Linked DNA regions of Mus musculus: regions 1 and 3 are each linked to region 2. The links are chromatin contacts, called in public promoter capture Hi-C maps. All regions are on one chromosome and are shown on one strand. Each heading gives the region's core, a stretch centred on a gene start, on an enhancer-like site or on the middle of the called end of the contact. The rest is flanking DNA. Distances are from core to core; before and after follow the strand shown.

Region 1 (3,829 bases), core at 798-3,297, 270 kb before region 2:
CCTGTAGGTGGTAATGAGCAAATTCCTATAGGGGTAAAAACATTTCCTTCCTCGGAATCTGTCAGTTATGTTAATCAAAGTCATTAGAAAAGGCCTCTTAGGCTTATGGTTTCATCTTCTTTGACCTCTCATTGGGGACCAGGGGTAAGGGGATGAGAAATAAATGTTAATATTACATAAAAATATATGCCTACAGAATCACAGAAATCCACATGCTGACTGCATGGCTGTTTATTTTCACAGGATGAGTATGCATCCTTCTCTTCTCCTGTTCGTCCGGAGAAGAGAAAATCTATTTGCCACGAGCTACAGACTCATCAGCAAAATGGCCACATCTCCCCCTTGCAGCCCAGACTCTCAAAAGGACCACACGACAGGATCACTCACATTCTGCTCTGGGAACCAGCTTAGTCCCTCCCCCAGAACTGACTAATTTCTGAAAGAACAGGAAAAACTGTGCCCTTTTCTTTCTAAAAGGCAGATTTATGCGTGATACATGTCTTCAGCAAATCCATTGGAAAGCACAAGAGAACAGACAACACACATGTCCTGGAGAGAATTCTGGGTTCTCTGTCAGTCCTTGACCCGAACTAGTCAACTCCTGAACCTCAGCACCATGCACACTGCTCTTGAGATCTGGTCTCTGTTGTGACCATATTAACTCCTCCCACTGCTGTCTGAAAGACCTGGATATATTGACTCAGAAAGATAGGCATAAGAAATGTGACCCTGAGAAACATGAGTTTGTGGAAGTGAGGGGCTGGGTAATTCATTCTACATTTTTGCCATGCAGCTAGTTAGGTCTTTTTAACTGGGGCTCTGGGGTATGCCAGTTTTGATTGTATACCTCCTGACAGCAACTCCGGGGAAGGTACATAGACGCAAGTAAAAGCAGAGAGCGCTGGGCATCTGAGGTGAAGTGGTCCTAAATGGTGGGAACCCCAGGAACCTAAACCAGTACCAAAGAAATCCGCACTTTCAGTAGATTGCCTCATACAGCTTCAAGCATCATTCCTCCACGACTTTTTATCTCGTTGCTCTTCTTTAGTTGAAGAGAAATAACTTTTAGGACCGTTTAGGGCCGTTTCTTAAACTTAGAAGATCAGACTGCAGAGTAAGAGGGATAGCTAAAAGGAGATCAGGAGTGGGCTATGTCAAAGAATTTACTCTAGGTCTAGGTAGAGCACAACCACCGAAGTGTTGAAAGACACTTTTGATATGCTCTTCTTGGCACAGCCCATTTTTGCGAGTGAAGAGGACGCTGAGACAGAGAGCAAAGCTGATCTGCCCACTTTCATCTAGTCTAGTCTCTGGGCTTCTACTTGCACGCAAAGCAGAGCCACTGCGAAAGGCTGGATGGAGTGTAGAGCAATGCTCCCTCCCACCCCACCCCCTATCCCACAAAGCCAACCCTAGGGTCACCCGCGATGGGCGCAGCCACGTTCAGTACCTTGATGTAGGCCCTCTGCAGGTAGTTGTAGGGAACTCTGCGTTGGAAGTCGCTGCGCACGTCCTCGCTGACGCGGTGGCGGGACGCGGGGCCGCCCAGGCGCTGGCTCTGGCAGCTGCGGGAGCAGCGCGCCCGCTCCAGCACCGCGCGGAAGAAGGGCAGCTCGGCTCCGGGGCCGGCGCCGGGGGGCGCGAGCGGACGGCGCGCCGCGCAGTGGCGGGCGCAGCGCGTGCGGATGTCCCGTAGGCGCCGGTGACTGCTCAGGGCGGCTTCCAGGTCCCGCACCGCTCGCTCATAGTCGCCGCTGTAGTAGGCAGCCACGCCGCTGGCGTAGAGCAGGTCGAAGGGCTGCAGCGGGCCGCGCTCGGGCTCTGGCTCCGGGGACCGGCGACCGTCCTGGGGGCCGCCCCGCTGCGGTGTGGGCAGCAGTAGCAGCAACAGCAGCGACACCCACGTGCTCTCCCGCATCCTCCGCCGGACCCGTGGAGGGAGATCGTCGCGCTTCTTGCCTGCCCCACCGCAACTCACGTTCGAGCCCCGCTCCAACTCCGAGGGCTAGCGAGCCGATCCTGCCGTGATCCCGCTGCGCGACAGCCCCAGGTGACCGCCGGCAGCGCTGCGGTCCTGGAGGCGGAGGCTCGCCCAGCTGGCCGCTCTTAAAGGGACGCCTCCAGCTCACACGCTCCTCCTGCCGCCGAGCCTCCGCGAGCCGCGCTCCAGCTGCCTGAGAGCTAGCACAGTCCTGAGAGGCCGACCCCTGGGGACAAGTTTTGCGTGTGGGGTCCCTTGTGGGTGGCAGAAGACGATGGTGTTGCTTTATCTTCAGCACTTGGGGAAGTGAGGTCCACAGTCGTTTTCTGGAATCTATGTGGACTTGCTCTTTGCAGTCCTTCACTCTTAGATGCAACATGAAGGGGCATTTCAGACTGCCTGAAAAGCTCTAGAGAAGGGGAGGAGGGCCCCTGGCCAGTTGAGTAGGTTTGAGGAGAAAGGGGTTTGCCCAAGTTTATACAGCTAAGAATAAGCAAAGGATGAACCTAGCTCTGCCCCACAAAAATAGAAGCTTCCCGCCCTCCTGTAGGGCAGGGTCTCCTCCCTCTTGCTTTCTCCCATGGCTAAGTGTGGATGTGTTCCTGTATTGAATGTGAAGACTGGGCAAGAACGATAAATAACCCGAGTTTCCTGTTCAGACCGCTGGAGGAAAGTGGAGCTGTACATTAAGTTCTGCCTTTGGCAGTTTTCCAGATGTGCACTGGGCCTCTGTTACTTACCTCATCCAAAGCAGCCAAATGCCCAACATGTCCAGTGATATTCAGACATAAATCCCTATTGTGAGAGTTGAACAAAGAGTCAGTTTAACAAACCCAGTACCCCAGGACTTAAGCAATGAACATCAATCTAGAAGTGGGAAACTTGACAGAAACAGCTGCCAGAGTCCAAGGAACTAGCTGGAGGCTTTCCTGTTCCTCCCCGTCTGTTGGGTCATAAATACCTTCTTAGCCAAGGTGTTCCCCTCTTTTCTGTCCCTTGGCTCCACACTCCCAGAAAAAGGGGGGGAAAGTGTGTTAGACTCTGGAGTCCAGCCTGCAATTCCCTGGGAGGACTTCTGTTTGTCTGGAACTGTCTGTGGGAATCTCACCTCAGTCTCTGGGCCATTGGAAAGATAACCAACGGGAAAGAACCGCATATATTGTCCAACTGACCCGAATTTGCTGAAGAAAGTCTTTGTGTAAAATGGTCACTATTCAAAAAAGGTGGCTAGTGTCGCAACCTTTCCCTTCTTCTTGTTGAGTTTCTCACCCTTTTGGCCATGAACCGCGCTGGCTAAATAACTCTGAAAAAAAAAAACTGATTCATGTACATATTAATTTTTACACCAAAATTCTCAAAATTGTCTATTTCCATTCATGGCAAATCTTGCCTTAGATGGTCAGTGCTCCAGAATTAGCAAAGAGTTTTTTTTTTTTTTCTCCTGGTGATGAACTGTTCAGATAAAGGTGGCAGAGTCTAAAATTATGGATCTATTTGGAGAAGGGTTTGAAGCACACGGAATAAAAAATGCTATCTAGGAGACAGATCAGCTGTGAAGATAATTTTGCATGTCTCAGCTCTACATCATAGACATTCCTATATCACTGAACACGTGTCACTAAATTAATATCTCTAAGTGCCTGCCCCTGGTGTGTGGATGATGGGGGAAAGAAGATGTGATCATACCAGTGTCCTCACTTCTGCAAGTTTACAGTGAAATGCAGGAAATGAACACAGGTCACAGGAGTCTGATACAAACTAAAAATGTAGAACATACTAAGTGGAATTCAATGTGCTCTGATAAAATAGTTGCTAAACCTTCTGCAGGACAAAGCTAAAAAAAAACTT
Region 2 (3,905 bases), core at 1,058-3,557:
GTGAACACCATGGCTCAGGTGGAGAAACAGAGACAAGTTTTCTGGGCCTGGTCCAAAGGCACCTACTGAATCACTGCTCAGCTGGGAGAGAAGTGTGAGTCAAGGCTCACGCTTCTGGGAATTGGTTTGTGGAGAGGCTGCTGGGCTCCATCTTGAATAAACTGTAGCTTTAACCAGAACAGAAGATGGAAGCTGTTTTCCGCTAAAACAAATCAACAAACAAGCCACTTCTAAACACTCCTTGTGATGGAAGGATAGTCAATGTGTTTATCACCGTTTTAGGAAATATAATAAGTATATTTAAAAGGAATAAATTACAATCAACCATTTAATGAATTATTCTGGGTAGGAGCGATCTGAATATTTGCTGCATGGACCATCATTCTATCCAGGCATTTGGGAAACTTAGACCTGATAAAATAAAGAATTTGGATTAGAGGAATAAAATTGATAGGAAGCCCTCTCTGGACTTGCTGTAGCAGATCTCACCTGCCAGGTCTACAATATGGTTCTGAAAATGCCTGGCACCATTTTCTTTCCACTGGACTAGTTCCCAATCGTCAACAGTCTGAGTGTATCCGGGGAGGGTAATAAATAGGACATGCTTTCCAAATGTATAGATTACTTTTAATAGAGGAGTCCAGATGTGGAGACAAAACCATGCCAGCTGAGTACATTCTACAGGTTCTCACAGTGTCAAGCTGATTTGTGGCAGGTCTCATAACTGTAAAGTGAAGTGCTTTTGTTGGGAAGGAGGAAGAGCTCCACTCTCATAGGTCAGGGACAATGCCAGCACTGTTCACAGCAGCATTCCCAGGGGACTGTGGAGTAGCTTTGTTTAGGCAAAGGCTAAGGGAACTCTTCCTCCTGTGAGGTAAAGGGCAGGACAACCAATGTGATTTCTCCAGGAAGAGAACATGCCCTGTAGGAATTGAATGGCTTTCTGACAAAGCCCTGAAAAAAGTTTTAGCTAAAAGTGAAGGCGAATACATCTTATCACCCGTCTCCCCAGAATCAGTAGAGATACTCCTGTCTATGCATGCCTTTCTCACTTTACATATAGGACCAATGCATCAATACATAGAGATTCCATTGCGGAAGGAAAAACATGGGAATAGCCTTTCTTTTTCCTCACAGACTTCTTCCCACATGGTGACCTCAACCAGGCTGCCTCCTTCTGTGCCTTCGCTCTTGCTGCCATGCTGCTGAGTTTATTCAGAAGAGCTCTCTTCAGTGACCCACTCCCCAGATGCCACCAGTCCTTCTTATTCTAAACTTGTACCGCACAAGTTGACTCTCCTGCAAATCCTAGTCCATCCTTTGGGGGCGGGGGGGGGGGGATCTCAAGAGGTTCTTCAAGGTAGAAAACCAAAAGACCCAAAGAGTAAACCTTAGCTGTGCGTTGGAAATGCCATGAGACAACTCAGAAAGTTTCTTATTTGATATTTCAGAATCATCTAGTTAACGCTTGTAAACCTACCCAAAGTGTGCCGTTTTCTTGTTCAAACCCTATTAGAATGAATGTGCAGAAGAGGCCCAAGAACCTAAGTTCCACAGTGGTCTTCATTCTCCCAATCTCCACCCACCTTGATTAGAATTTGAGACAAAAAAAAAATCACACCTAAAAGGGCAGAAGGTGCCAAGTAGAGAGTTAGAGGCAAATCTAGGGCTTTAACCTAGGGCTTGGGTTCTTTCTGCTTTATCAGGACAGAGCACATGCTGAAAAGCCTTGACCAATTTCGAGGGTAGCCTCTGGGCTGAATGAAGCTACTACAGAGGACAAGGGCTCCAAGGCTGGGGAGTGGGGGTAGAGAGGGTGGGGGAGAGTCCAAGGATAGGGAGTGGGGAGTTGGAGGATGAGGGTGCACTCACTGTTCAGATTCAGCAAGGAGTCGAAGACTTTGCACTGTATCTGCCCGGTGCTTTGCGAAACGCAGGACATCCACAGTCCCTCGTAGATGGCCTGAGCGGTCACGATGTTGTCCCCAGCATAGGAGTAAATCTTCCACTGGGGCAGGGCAGTGCTGACGATGGAGCCGATCCATCCCAGAGAAGCCAGGATGAAACCCAGCAGCTGCAGCCCCGCGTTGGCCATGGCTCTTTCCGAGGCTCCCGCGGGCTCAGTGGCAGATGCAGAAAGTGGAGTTTGCAAGGTGCGCACCTGAGCTCCCGAAGGTGATGGGGTCTCTGCAAACAAGTTAGTGCCTATACCCTTGCTCTCTGTGCAGCTGCGGGGCGAGGCTCCTGGCTTCTGGTCCGGGTAGGCGGTGGTGGAGTCTGGAAGTGAGAAGTGGCAGAGTTCTCTGAGACGCTGAACCGCCCGGCGCTGTGATTTAAAGCAGCTCCGCCCCTCCCGGCATGCAGCGCCCCCTGGTGGTTTCGTGGCCGAATCCCCACAAAGGTCCTCGCAGGCCAGCTCCGTGGTGGATGATGATGCCCCGTGGGCTACCTGGGGACCATCTGAAGAGAATCAGGCATCCCTAACCTCTTCCCTTCGTGTCTCTCCTAGCACTTGATAGGCATTTTCTTCATTTCACTCCGTAATTAACTAATAATAAAAGTTACCTCATCTGTGTAAATGCAAAAACAACACATAAAGATGGAAAAACTGGGGGGAACTAGAAACCTATTTTCATTTTTTAGTATATTCCCAGTATTTTATTCAGGAAATGTGTCTAACTCGATATTTCTATATTCCCTTCACCCTTGGGCACCTCTTGTCTGATAGTTCCTTCTCTTTTAGGGGCCCTCTGCTCCCTTCTGTTCCTTAAGGTCATTCCATTAGATTTCTCCCATTTCTCCCATGGGTCTCAGAGATGTTGAAACTTTATAGATTAGAGAAGAGCTAACCGGAGAGTGCCTCAGGGCAGGTTTCTAGTACACTCTTAGATCTGTGTGCTTTCCACTGCATATATATATATATTGTCTTTTGGGTTTTTATTTTCCTTTTGAAAATGCAGTCCACTATCTGACACACCCAATGCATGCATGCACGGGCACAAACACACAGACACACATATACACACATACACATACACATACACATACACATACACATACACATACACTTTTTCCTTAAAGCAATTTGCTTAGCATAGTAACTCCTTATCTGAGATGCCTGACCAGCAAAGACTTATCAGATGGAATTCAGCAAGTTCCTCCACATTCTCTTCCAGGAGAAAGAGAGACACTTGGATGCATCCTAGTAGAACTTAGTCTCTGGCTTTGGAGCTGGCAGTAATCTCCCCAGGCTTTGACCTAGGCTGCCTCTTGCTGTCCTCTCTGGGTCTGTACAGCTTCCTTGCTTGTTGCTACACAGAAGCCCACATTGTGGTTGAGAATAATTAAAATGTTTTCTCAGCTGTTATTTTGTCTGTGGTGTGAGTACGGTGGAAAGAGAGGCTTCTATGGATTTAGTAAAAACAGGAGAATTGAGGGCAGAAATAAACACATGAGTGAAAACAAGGGATGCTTCCATGCATGCTAAGGAAAGTACAAGCTTGCCACAAGAAAGTTATGTGAAAAACAAAATAGAACGACAAACAAAGCCTTACTGCCCTCACTCCCATGCTCACTGTTCTCAGACCAGCTTTGTCAATGCTTAAGGATAAAGACTCAGATCTGCTGTAGTCAGGGACTTAGGGAGTAGTGATGACAACAGAACTCAGACAGGAGATAGCAAGATTTGAACAAGTATTCATTGTCCTGCTCCTGCTCCCAGCTGTTTTCCAAACATAAAAGATCTCTAAATAAGATCTGTAGGTAGGCCAGGCCCTGGCTGACTTGTGCCCTCACGCCCTCAGCCTGCAGGCAGTACTACTCTGTGAGTTCAGAGGAATATTCCCCTGGTATCTAGTGTCTGTTCAGGCAGATGAAATGTCAATCATGCTTAGAACACAGAATTC
Region 3 (3,621 bases), core at 1,073-3,572, 410 kb after region 2:
CCTCTTTGTGACATTTCTGTTGTGCATGAACAGTCACTTAGCTTGAGAAATCAGGGCATTTAATATTTTTAAAATATTTATTTTAGTGTGTACAAAAAGTGCGTTTTTATTGTTAGCATAAATAACCTCTTCCTGGGGTATAGACAACCCAAAAGCTCCCGTTTGTATTATTTTCCTTACAGACAGAGGACTTATTTTTATAAATGGGCTGTGCTAGGTTTTGAGATCCACTTTCGGCCAAACTAGGTTTCCACCCATGATGGTCACCCAAGTGTGGGGCAGGGAAGGTCAGATGGTGAGACCACACATGCATTTGTAGAGGGAGAGGTACCTGGGATAGGCTGGGCTATAAAATAAAACCAAAGGATGCCAAAAAGTTCACAGCTGTTTTAAATGGCACTCCAGGAATATTCCAGGGTCTTAGGCAGAGAATTGGGTGATAGTATGCATGTTGATGCATTTCAGTCATGTTTTCAAATGTAGCATAACCTCCATGCTGGCATAATGAAGGGAGAAGAGCATAGAAGAGAGTTTTCAATAGCTGAAGCAAGAGATAGAGGTACACCTGACTTGACTGAGATGAAACTGGGTTCAAGCTTGCAGCACCAACAACTTTGTGGGGATAAACAACAATTAAAAATCATATCTGGTCAAGAGTTATTGTGAACAGGTACCATTATGGATTTTTTTTCAGAATATGGAAACACATGAGATTTACACTTGGGGAAAGTTGGGCATTGTATAGAATTTGTTCAGAATGACGATTAACCAGCATCAGAAGATGGAGTGGGTAGATAAGTGCCCAGTTTCATCCCTCATGGATAGCGCAGTGTGTTGCAGCTTGTTGCAGTGTTTTGGTTCCCCAGCAGGATTTAGTTCCAAGCACAGGGGTAACAGGGTTCATACTGTGCCCCATAAGGCATTCCTCTATTACTGATGTCACTTCCCCACTCTCCACCCGTATTTCTTGGATCCTTGAATACACATCTGTGTTTGTTTTGGAAGATGGAATTATGAAAACTTTCAGGGGGAAAGTGGTTTCTGCGATGGAAGAACAAAGTCAAGTTTGGTAGAGATGAGTTCTAGTGTGATCTAATTTTTTTACACCCTTTTTTTTGGTGTTATTTCCTAAGCCTGCTTCCCGCAGGTCAGTTTCCGAAGCTTTGATCCAAGGTCTTGTCAATTTTTTTCTATGGTTGGTGTTAGGCATCTAATCTTCTTTCCCTTTGAGTGCTGGATTAGTTATGGATTATGTTAACTTTGCAGGGTATAATTTAAGTATATTAAATAATATTTTGATGTCTCTTCTTAAGTTTTTTCACTTTGTAAAGTAAAATATATTCTACAGATGGAATTGAGCCTTCCAAAGATTTATAAGCCAAAGTCCCACATCTCAACCTGCTGTGCTATATTTAGAAACAGGGCCTTGTGGGGGGTAATGAGAGCTGCACGGTATCATGAGGTTAGAGCTTGTGTCCCATAGATCTGGTGTCCATATGAGAGAAGAGCCTTTTCAGAGCACATCATGTTTGGGTGGGATCTTGGGAACCTGTGTGAGGACACTTTAGGAAGGCACACAAAAGAGAGGGCTCCAGAAACACAATTGGCTGTTACCTGGGTCTGGAATGTGCAGCTTATAGAAGAGGAACAGAATAACTTTCTGGGTAAGGTATCCAGCTACACATTCTGCTTTGTTAAACTTGTCCAACCTGAGTAACTACCGCACATGCATGTACACACTCACACACTCACTAACACACACACACACACACACACTCACTCACATACACTCAATCACACTCACTCACACACACACACTCACACATACACTCACACACACACACACTCGAACACACACTCACACACACACATTCACACACACTCACACACACACTCACTCACATACTCACTCAAACACACACTCTCTCTCTCACACACACACACACACAAATACAGTTATTAAATTTTAACTATATATGCTTGTTTTTCTGTTATCCTTACTACTTGTCTCTAAACTATATAATGCTGTCATAATGCTCCTTTTAAAAGAAAGTATTCTGCATGCAGGTGTTCATTACATGTCCAATTGTGTAATTGTCTTTAACTAAGTTTTCTCAGATGTGAAAGGCAAATGACTGTTTGCTTGTTGGATTGTTGTGCAGTTTTATCACTATAAAGCCTCAAAAATATACACGTATCCTTTTGCCACAAATTCTCTTCTCTACATTTTGCATGAACATAATCATCTCCCTATATTACGCTCCTATTCTTACTAACATAGCCTTTTCCTGTCCCCAGCTCCACTTTTCTCCACTGGCAGACTGAACCCTGCAAGCTCATTTTTTCTCATAATGGGTAGCCAAACAGACCATCCATTGAGGCTCCCAGTAGATCAATTGACAATTGATTCAATTTGGTCACTAGGCAACATATTTTGGGAAAAGCATGCTGTGAATGCTGTTTTTGGACTTATTTTCCAGGAATAAAACGTTCTGCAAATAATCTTCTGCTTTGTTCTAGGACTCATGCAAGCCCAAAATAGCATACATACTTTGTGCCTGCGTTTTCCCATCTTACCACAAGCTCTGTTTAAGCATGTAAATCTATATCAAAATGGCATTGATACTGGATGCAGATTTATGTTTGGAAGTAATAGAAAAAAAGAGAGAAGAACATTTGGAAAGAATATTAAGAGTTGAGATATCAGAAGAACCATATTTTTAAAGATGTATAAGCTTTAGAATTAGCAGCCCTTTCTTATCACTGCCTAGTTTGTGGCTTATGGGAACTCAGTCCTTATTTCAGGCTTTTTTTTTCCCAAAATGACCACTGGAGGGCATTGCCAGTCAGCAGAGATGGAGGTTTCTATTAAAACACAAGCCTAAAGAAAGTTACGCCACAAAAGTAAGATGCACAGCTATCGGATCAGACTATATGGAAACAAACAGAAAGCACTAACCAGTAACTAAATATTTCAAGGTCTTTCCTGCAACTGAGACTGACCTTAAAAAAAAAAAGAATTATAAAATGTGGTAGGGGTTGCCATAGTTTTAATGCTCTGCATGGCTTACTTCGTTGAATGGAGCATTTCCTTCCCAGGAGCACAGGCCTCATATCATTAAAATGGAGGATATTCTCTAACAATGTACTATACATTGAGCTACTAAAAACTCAAATTGGAATTTACTTATAATAGTGAGTCATCTTAATAATCAAAGGCAGCCAAGGCACGCCATTAGAAATTGTAAGGTGTTTGAAAACAGACTATTTAACATTTTATCACATCTGTAGATTCCTCATTAGGTTGATTTAAACCGTAAACTTATCTGTGAGTTTCCTGGGGCTGGATTTGAAGAAGTGATGACTGAGTCAATTGTCCTAGTGTCGAGGAAACTCTTAAGCTTCTGCATTGGCCACTAATGTTTCTGAGCACCTCGAGGCTGGTCCTCTTTGAAAGACTTCCACAGTGCAAACTCAACTATGTCCTTTATTTCTATGCCCTGGAACGGAAGAGGCATTTCAGATTTGGAGTGTGTTTTAAAGTGTGTATGTACATTGTCTGTAAATGGCTGTAAATTATAACCTCAGCTCTTGGCAAGCCTGTGACAATGGTTCTTTTAG

The links. Promoter capture Hi-C pulls out the DNA fragments that hold promoters and counts their contacts. Capture Hi-C pulls out chosen DNA fragments and counts their contacts.
Region 1: a contact with region 2 is called in a promoter capture Hi-C map of pancreatic islet. The contact joins the promoter of P3h2 here to the promoter of Cldn1 in region 2. A contact is called at or near these places in 2 of 39 promoter capture datasets (the C10 cell line and liver) and 1 of 9 other capture datasets (pancreatic islet).
Region 3: a contact with region 2 is called in a promoter capture Hi-C map of hippocampal neurons, with 2.4 times the contacts expected there. The contact joins the enhancer-like site here to the promoter of Cldn1 in region 2. A contact is called at or near these places in 10 of 39 promoter capture datasets (the 3T3-L1 cell line, the C10 cell line, hematopoietic stem and progenitor cells and 5 more), 1 of 484 Hi-C or Micro-C datasets (cerebral cortex) and 1 of 9 other capture datasets (adipose tissue).

Annotation. Positions count from the first base shown.
Region 1 is chr16:26,103,766-26,107,594 of GRCm38.p6, forward strand. P3h2 (prolyl 3-hydroxylase 2) reads right to left here and starts at 2,048. Exons shown (of 15, transcript NM_173379.3): 1 at 1,451-2,048. The coding sequence starts at 1,918.
Region 2 is chr16:26,369,532-26,373,436 of GRCm38.p6, forward strand. Cldn1 (claudin 1) reads right to left here and starts at 2,308. Exons shown (of 4, transcript NM_016674.4): 1 at 1,873-2,308. The coding sequence starts at 2,095.
Region 3 is chr16:26,779,704-26,783,324 of GRCm38.p6, forward strand. No RefSeq gene overlaps it. Among named protein-coding and RNA genes, the nearest start is that of Gm20319, 26 kb to the left of the region's middle. Within about 2 kb of position 2,323, at least 9 of the 459 cell types and tissues checked have an H3K27ac peak or open chromatin away from gene starts, as enhancers often do. A contact at or near this core is called in hippocampal neurons, where this site is marked.